2 separate regions of the Capsicum annuum genome follow, and region 2 is linked to region 1. Evidence: chromatin contacts called from public Hi-C data. All regions are on one chromosome and are shown on one strand. The core of a region is the stretch at or near the end of the contact, and the rest is flanking DNA. Distances in the headings are between cores, read along the strand shown.

The links. Hi-C and Micro-C count contacts between places; a contact is called where the count stands out from the background.
Region 2: a Hi-C map of leaf shows a contact between it and region 1, with 5 times the contacts expected there. The contact joins the enhancer-like site here to the promoter of LOC107842509 in region 1. A contact is called at or near these places in 4 of 5 Hi-C or Micro-C datasets (bud, leaf and placenta).

Annotation. Positions count from the first base shown.
Region 1 is chr9:153,362,503-153,365,452 of UCD10Xv1.1, reverse strand. LOC107842509 reads right to left here and starts at 1,434. Exons shown (of 3, transcript XM_016686400.2): 1 at 1,299-1,434. It overlaps LOC107842507 (protein WHAT'S THIS FACTOR 1 homolog, chloroplastic), which reads right to left and starts at 2,198. Exons shown (of 2, transcript XM_016686395.2): 1 at 32-2,198. The coding sequence starts at 1,502. The coding sequence ends at 279.
Region 2 is chr9:153,634,671-153,637,620 of UCD10Xv1.1, reverse strand. It overlaps LOC107842510 (transcription factor LRL2), which reads left to right. Exons shown (of 8, transcript XM_016686403.2): 7 at 323-382; 8 at 479-946. The coding sequence ends at 661. Among protein-coding and RNA genes, the nearest start is that of LOC124887399, 19 kb to the right of the region's middle. Within about 2 kb of position 1,385, at least 3 of the 5 cell types and tissues checked have an H3K27ac peak or open chromatin away from gene starts, as enhancers often do. A contact at or near this core is called in leaf, where this site is marked.

The sequences.
Region 1 (2,950 bases), core at 185-2,684:
CGAGATGAAAACAAGAGTTCCGGCATCTTACTTTACTAGTTTCATTTCCGTATGTTAAACAACTGAATCGTATGCACGGCATCGTTGGCTTCTTTTATCAAAGAAGGTCCTCAATGAACTGCAAAATGGAAATCCCGTCACAGAGACCCATGAAATTACATTGTGCTTTGGATTGCAAAACTACATACTAAAACTCCTTGTTCCGACATCACTAGCAATTCTACTTACACCCAGCTTGACTTTCAAGATGAAGCTAGCTTTCAAGGTTCTGCATCTTCCTACTCTTCCAATAGCTCCTTTTCACATTTGTCGTAGTCTAGATCATTATTGCTAAGTGCCATCATTTTCATGTCCTCCTGAACCATTTCTCTCTGCAATCTCAAGCGCTCGGCTTTCTCCCTGTGGCCCTCAGCAAGTAACTTAAGAAATTCGTCTTTAATCTCAAGAAGTGGGTCTCGTTCTATCAGCTCACCATCCTTGAATGCTTCCCTAAGCATTGCAGTTTTAATCCCACACTTCAACGAAGTATAGAATATCCCCGAATGCCTAGTAAATACATTTGAGAATGCATTTGAAAACCTATATTCATCACTAAATTTCCCTAAAATGGGGATAGGAATCCGCTTATAAAGAGAAAGCGATAACAACTCGTGGAAAACCCCCACATTCCTCTTCTCCATCTCTCGTGAAGATTGATCCAAATGTGATACATCAGCATATGGTGATATGTAAGGAAGCTCCATCCAATCTCGAATCCACTCTCTCACTTCCTTCCTAATGAAAAAACCCGGTGGAAGTTTCCAATTAAACGCTGGCCTAGTTCTGATCCCCGTTAACCTCGATTCTTCCTCAGCTCTTACCTCAATGACCGACTTTGCGAACTCTGGATTCCATTTAACCAACTGCAAAAACGATCTCCCCTCCCCAGGTTCACCAATCAACTTAAAATATTCTTGATATTTTGGTACTAAATTAACCAAAAAATCATTCGGGAACCCGAATTCCCTCTTAACCTGTACCAATTTATCTGCACTAACAACCTTGTCCTTAGACATCATCAAAAGTTTACATAACTTAGACACCAACAAAAATTCATTATCAACAAAAATCCTCTTCTCCTCTTCCAAGAATTGCCTCAATCTTTCACTCGGTCGAACAAACGTTACCGGTTCCGATTTGGGTCTGACCCGATCCATATATAAATCAAATAAACCCGGGTTTAAATCAAGAAAAGTTTTAATTTTAACTGTTAACCTTAATCTATCACGGCGTTTTTCCAAATAGTGAAGTGGGATTACCTGACCCGGTTCGTTTAACACTTCTTTGACAATTCTTGAACATTGATTACATTTTTTGTCGTTTTCAATTGCTTGATCTAACTTGGGGTCTTTGCGCCATGCTACTTTTAGGCTTGAAATTGATGCTTTGAATTGCATGAAAATGCCATGGGTTTTTTGGTTTTTTATTCTCAGTGAATGTATAAGATGATTGCTGAAGTACATTTTTTAAGTTTAGGGTTTTGGTACAATTGATTGAAGAATGGAAATGTGTAGAATTTTAGGGTTGTGGGTTTTTGAGTGATTTCAGGGCGACCCGAAAATAGGGATGGCAATGGGGTGGATTTTAGACTAAGTGTTGTGCGGGTTAAAATAAATTTTAAAAAAAATTTACAAAGTAATATAGATAAAATAAGCCATATGGTTAACATTTTTTTTTTTTTTTTTGGGTAGAGGTTAACATTTAAAATAATTATCCTACATAGTTATTTAATAATTTTGAAACTATTTTTTTATGGGTCTCTGATAAAATTTTATGGGAGTAGGTTCGCCTCTTCTTCGTCCTCGTCGTCTTCTACGGCGGCACTCACCTCTCTTCCTCGCCACCCACTTCTCCAGCGAATTCCCATGAGAGCGACCTCCCTGATAATAGATAACACTATACAAATCAAGCAATATTGCTTTATATTTTACATTAATTGTATAAAAATATTTAATAATTCTAACAAGGTTTTTTCTTCTCTTTTCCTCTGCATTGGGTCTTTTCTATTGACTTGAAAAAAATGTCTATATGTGCACAATATTTTTCTTTTGTTAAAACTTACTGAAAAATGTTTGTTGAGAAACTTGACGACTTCTTTTCTAAGATTCGTATTTCATGAGGTAACGTTGAAAAATATTTGTTGAGATACTTGATTGCTTAATTGGAAGGTAATTTTTCATTTGTATATTTATATATGCATATGAATGTATTGGATGTGTATTTTATGATGTATATATGTATGATTTTTATAATTATACATGTAGGTTTAAAGGTTTTTCTTTTCATTTGTATTATATATACATATGAATAATGTATTGGATGTGAACATCCTTAGAAAAGTGATTCGAACTTTTTGTCCTTCATTAAAAGTTTCTCCTTTAAATAAAATCGCCTTTTCACTATTTTTCTTAAATTATTCTTAATTATATTTATAATATTGTCTCCTAAAATATATGATAAGACTTTTTCTTAAATTAAAAGTCCTAAAATATATGATAAGAGATAATTTTAATCAATCATAGTTTACCTTAAATAAAATTATATTTTATTATAATTATACTCACTACAAAAATTAGCACTAATTTATTGCCTTATTTTTTGGCAAAAGAAAAACATAGGAGTATATTTGGCAAAATTAAAAAGTTGCCATTACTTTTAACAAACTAAAACAATTATACATTCAGTAGAGTCCTCATATATTGTCTTACTTTTGAAAAATAAAAACTGTTATTACTTTTGACCAACTGCCATAAAATTATATTTTTGGCAAAACAAAAATTATCTTATTTTTTGTAAATAAAAAACTATCGTTAGAAATAATTTTTTGCTAAATAAAAACTAACATGAGAGTCATTTTTGTTATAAATAGGAGTCCTCTTTTCTTTTTGACAATCAACGAATGATATGCTAA
Region 2 (2,950 bases), core at 136-2,635, 270 kb before region 1:
TTCGGTATAATTCTTGAACCCAGTAGCTCAATTATTTGGATAAATGGTTTAACTGGTGACCTATTTCAGTGCCTCTAGGTGATTAATCTTCACGTTAATGTTGCTATTAAATTTTGGGGCATCACTGTTGAATAACCGCTACTTCTATTGCTCTTTACCTTGTACCATCTTTCAGGTCATCAAGAACTCTATTCAATGTAGTTTTGTATTTCCTTATTTGGTTGTCTTTGCATCAAGTTTAACAATGTTTTTTGTCTGAACAGCATCCTGTAATTAACTAATCCTGCTGGAGACTTATGGGAACTTAATTGTGGTTGTGCAGGATCTCAGTAGGAGCAGATTGGGTGGCGAACCTGCTTCTATCCCATTTGTAAATCTTGAGGTACCACCATTCATGATCCAATTTAACAATTACATTACTAATCAAACTTTTGGACTTTTTATTTATACAAAAACTAATTGTTGGAGAATGTAATAGGTTCTGACTGATTTTCAGGGATGTGGCCATTACACCCTTGATGAACAACAGATTGAACCCCTTGAAGACACAATGGGAAAGTTGCTGGAAATGAATCCTTCAATGGCAACCCAATTGCTGGAGAGTAAGGGCCTATTTGTGATGCCTATGGCTCTGGCAGAAGGACTGCATCATCATGAATAGAAACTGAAAAAGCAGGTCAACATATAACTTCCCATGCAAAGTTAACGCAAAGTATTCTGAAGTGGTAATTAGGCAAGAAAACTATAGTACAACGTTTTTTAAGCAAAGCACAAGAAGATTTATCTTTGTACAGTTCTGCTCTCTGTCTTAACTCTAGCTTCATCTTACACTATCAAATAGGTGCTCATTATCTGCTTTATCTATTTTAATTAACAAACGTAAGGGATATTTAAATTTTTGTAAAAAGGCACAATTGAATTAATTAAACCTCTATCCTTTGACACATTTGTACTCCTTGACCATGTCATTCAAAGTGAGCAATTTTAACCTTCTGAATTAGGTCACAGTGGATCTGTTTTATTTTCAGAGTCTAAGAAAGAGATCCTTATATAGGCTTCTTTACTGTTCTTCTCTAAGCTGTCATTCCACTGAGATACCCCACTCTTTGTCAACTTTTTGTTACTCTCTCGGAGGCAGCACCTCCGGTCCAGGCACCCGTGGACATGAAACAACCCCAGATATCGACTTGATTTGTGCTAGACTTTAGAGCTTAGTAAATATTGAGATTAGTTTATACAATGTAAGACAAACTACTGTCTACTGAAGTTATCTATAACGAATGACATAGGCATGCTGATAAGGATCATTGCTGAAACCTGCAAAAGCGAACTTGTTTAACCAACGGGAAAGTGGCACAGTTGGGGTGCTTCGCACCCCCTCAGTGCCCTCCTATCCCCACTGTGTGCTCACGTGTGTGCTGGGTGATTAACAAACAGCGACAGGGAATGATGCTAATAAGATGCTCCACTTTCCTATATTGTCGCACAGTGAAGTGAAAACCGCTTATTTGCAGACATTTTCTTTTGATTCCATTTTTTTTTGGAATTTGTGGCGTTTATTGACTGATACATGATTTGGCAGAACTAGGAACAGATGTTCTGATCCTCTCTGCAAACCAGAAATTAGATAACTTAGAGGGATAATGTGTAAAAAGTGAAACTTAAATTTGAAATTGCTGTGATTTCTACTATATATGCTTTCCCCCCTCCTTGAGTTGTGATATTAAAGAAGTTTCTTCCTAATTAACTTGGAGTTTGGGAATCGTGTTGCGCTTCCCTCTTAATTACTTTATTCTAGATTTTGTCACTCCTAATCAAAGTTGCACTATGCTGTGACCTTACAATGACAATTGAAGAGTGATTAAAGAAAATAAAGTGGCCAAATAATAAAAAGATGCTTCCTTTGAAATAAGACAAAACAGCATCTTGCGTTTTATCAGGTCCAAATGAAGGACAAGAAAGGACGAAAGATCTGCTATTATTGTGTTATAATCATATCATTAGCGAGTGATAATATCGAATATGAAATCACTAAATTCTTGAACATGGGAACCACTTTTAGCAGATTCTCACATTTTTGTCCAGTTCCAAAAAAAGAGAATTCACTTCCGAAGTGCAACCCTTCAGCGTTGTTGATCGCTAATTGGAGCTCTGGAAGATGCTTTTGAAATTTTAGACCAAAGGGGAATATTTAGATTGTCAGAAATAATCTCTACAACTCTTTCAAGTCTTGGGGTAACAAATACAACGGGTGAAGTATGACCGTTAACCTGTAGTCTTCAACTTTAACTGTATATAACAAGGAAATAGAGATGCGGGACAGTGAGAATTAGACTCACACTTATCTGTACGAGGACTTTGGAGTCCGATCATTACAACTAGACTCTGATCAAGTTCATTGCTGCTCTCATCTCATTTGCTAGGTGTCGAATGAAGGGGGCGTCGAAATTGGCCCCTTCAGCTTTCTACTGTATATACAAAAAGAAAAATATATAAAAGCATACAAATATAAATGTCCGAATCAGAATTTGATCAAGATGGGGTTGACCTTTGTTCAATGCATTTTATTTTCCACTTTTGTTTACTCCACTTTTATATATATAGACAAACAAAAGCAAGGATTTTTGGACCTAAAGAAGTGAGTCAAAGAGGATCCAGTTCAAAGGAGGGGTGGGTGGTCCTAAGTCATCTAAGAATCAGACAATATCATTTTGTATTGCAGTTGTCTCGCACATTTCTAGGACCAAATAAAACGGGACAACTAAATCGGACCATATCTTGGTCAAAAAAAGGAATTGCCTGCATGTCTAATTCGCCATTTTAAAGCATCTTTGGATGTACATAGCAAAAAGTTGTAAAAAGAAGGCAAAAACGTGGTGAACACAAAATCCAAATGAGGAGCCAAAACAGCTGAGTGCCAATGTTGCTTTGAAAATAGAAAAAAAGGAAA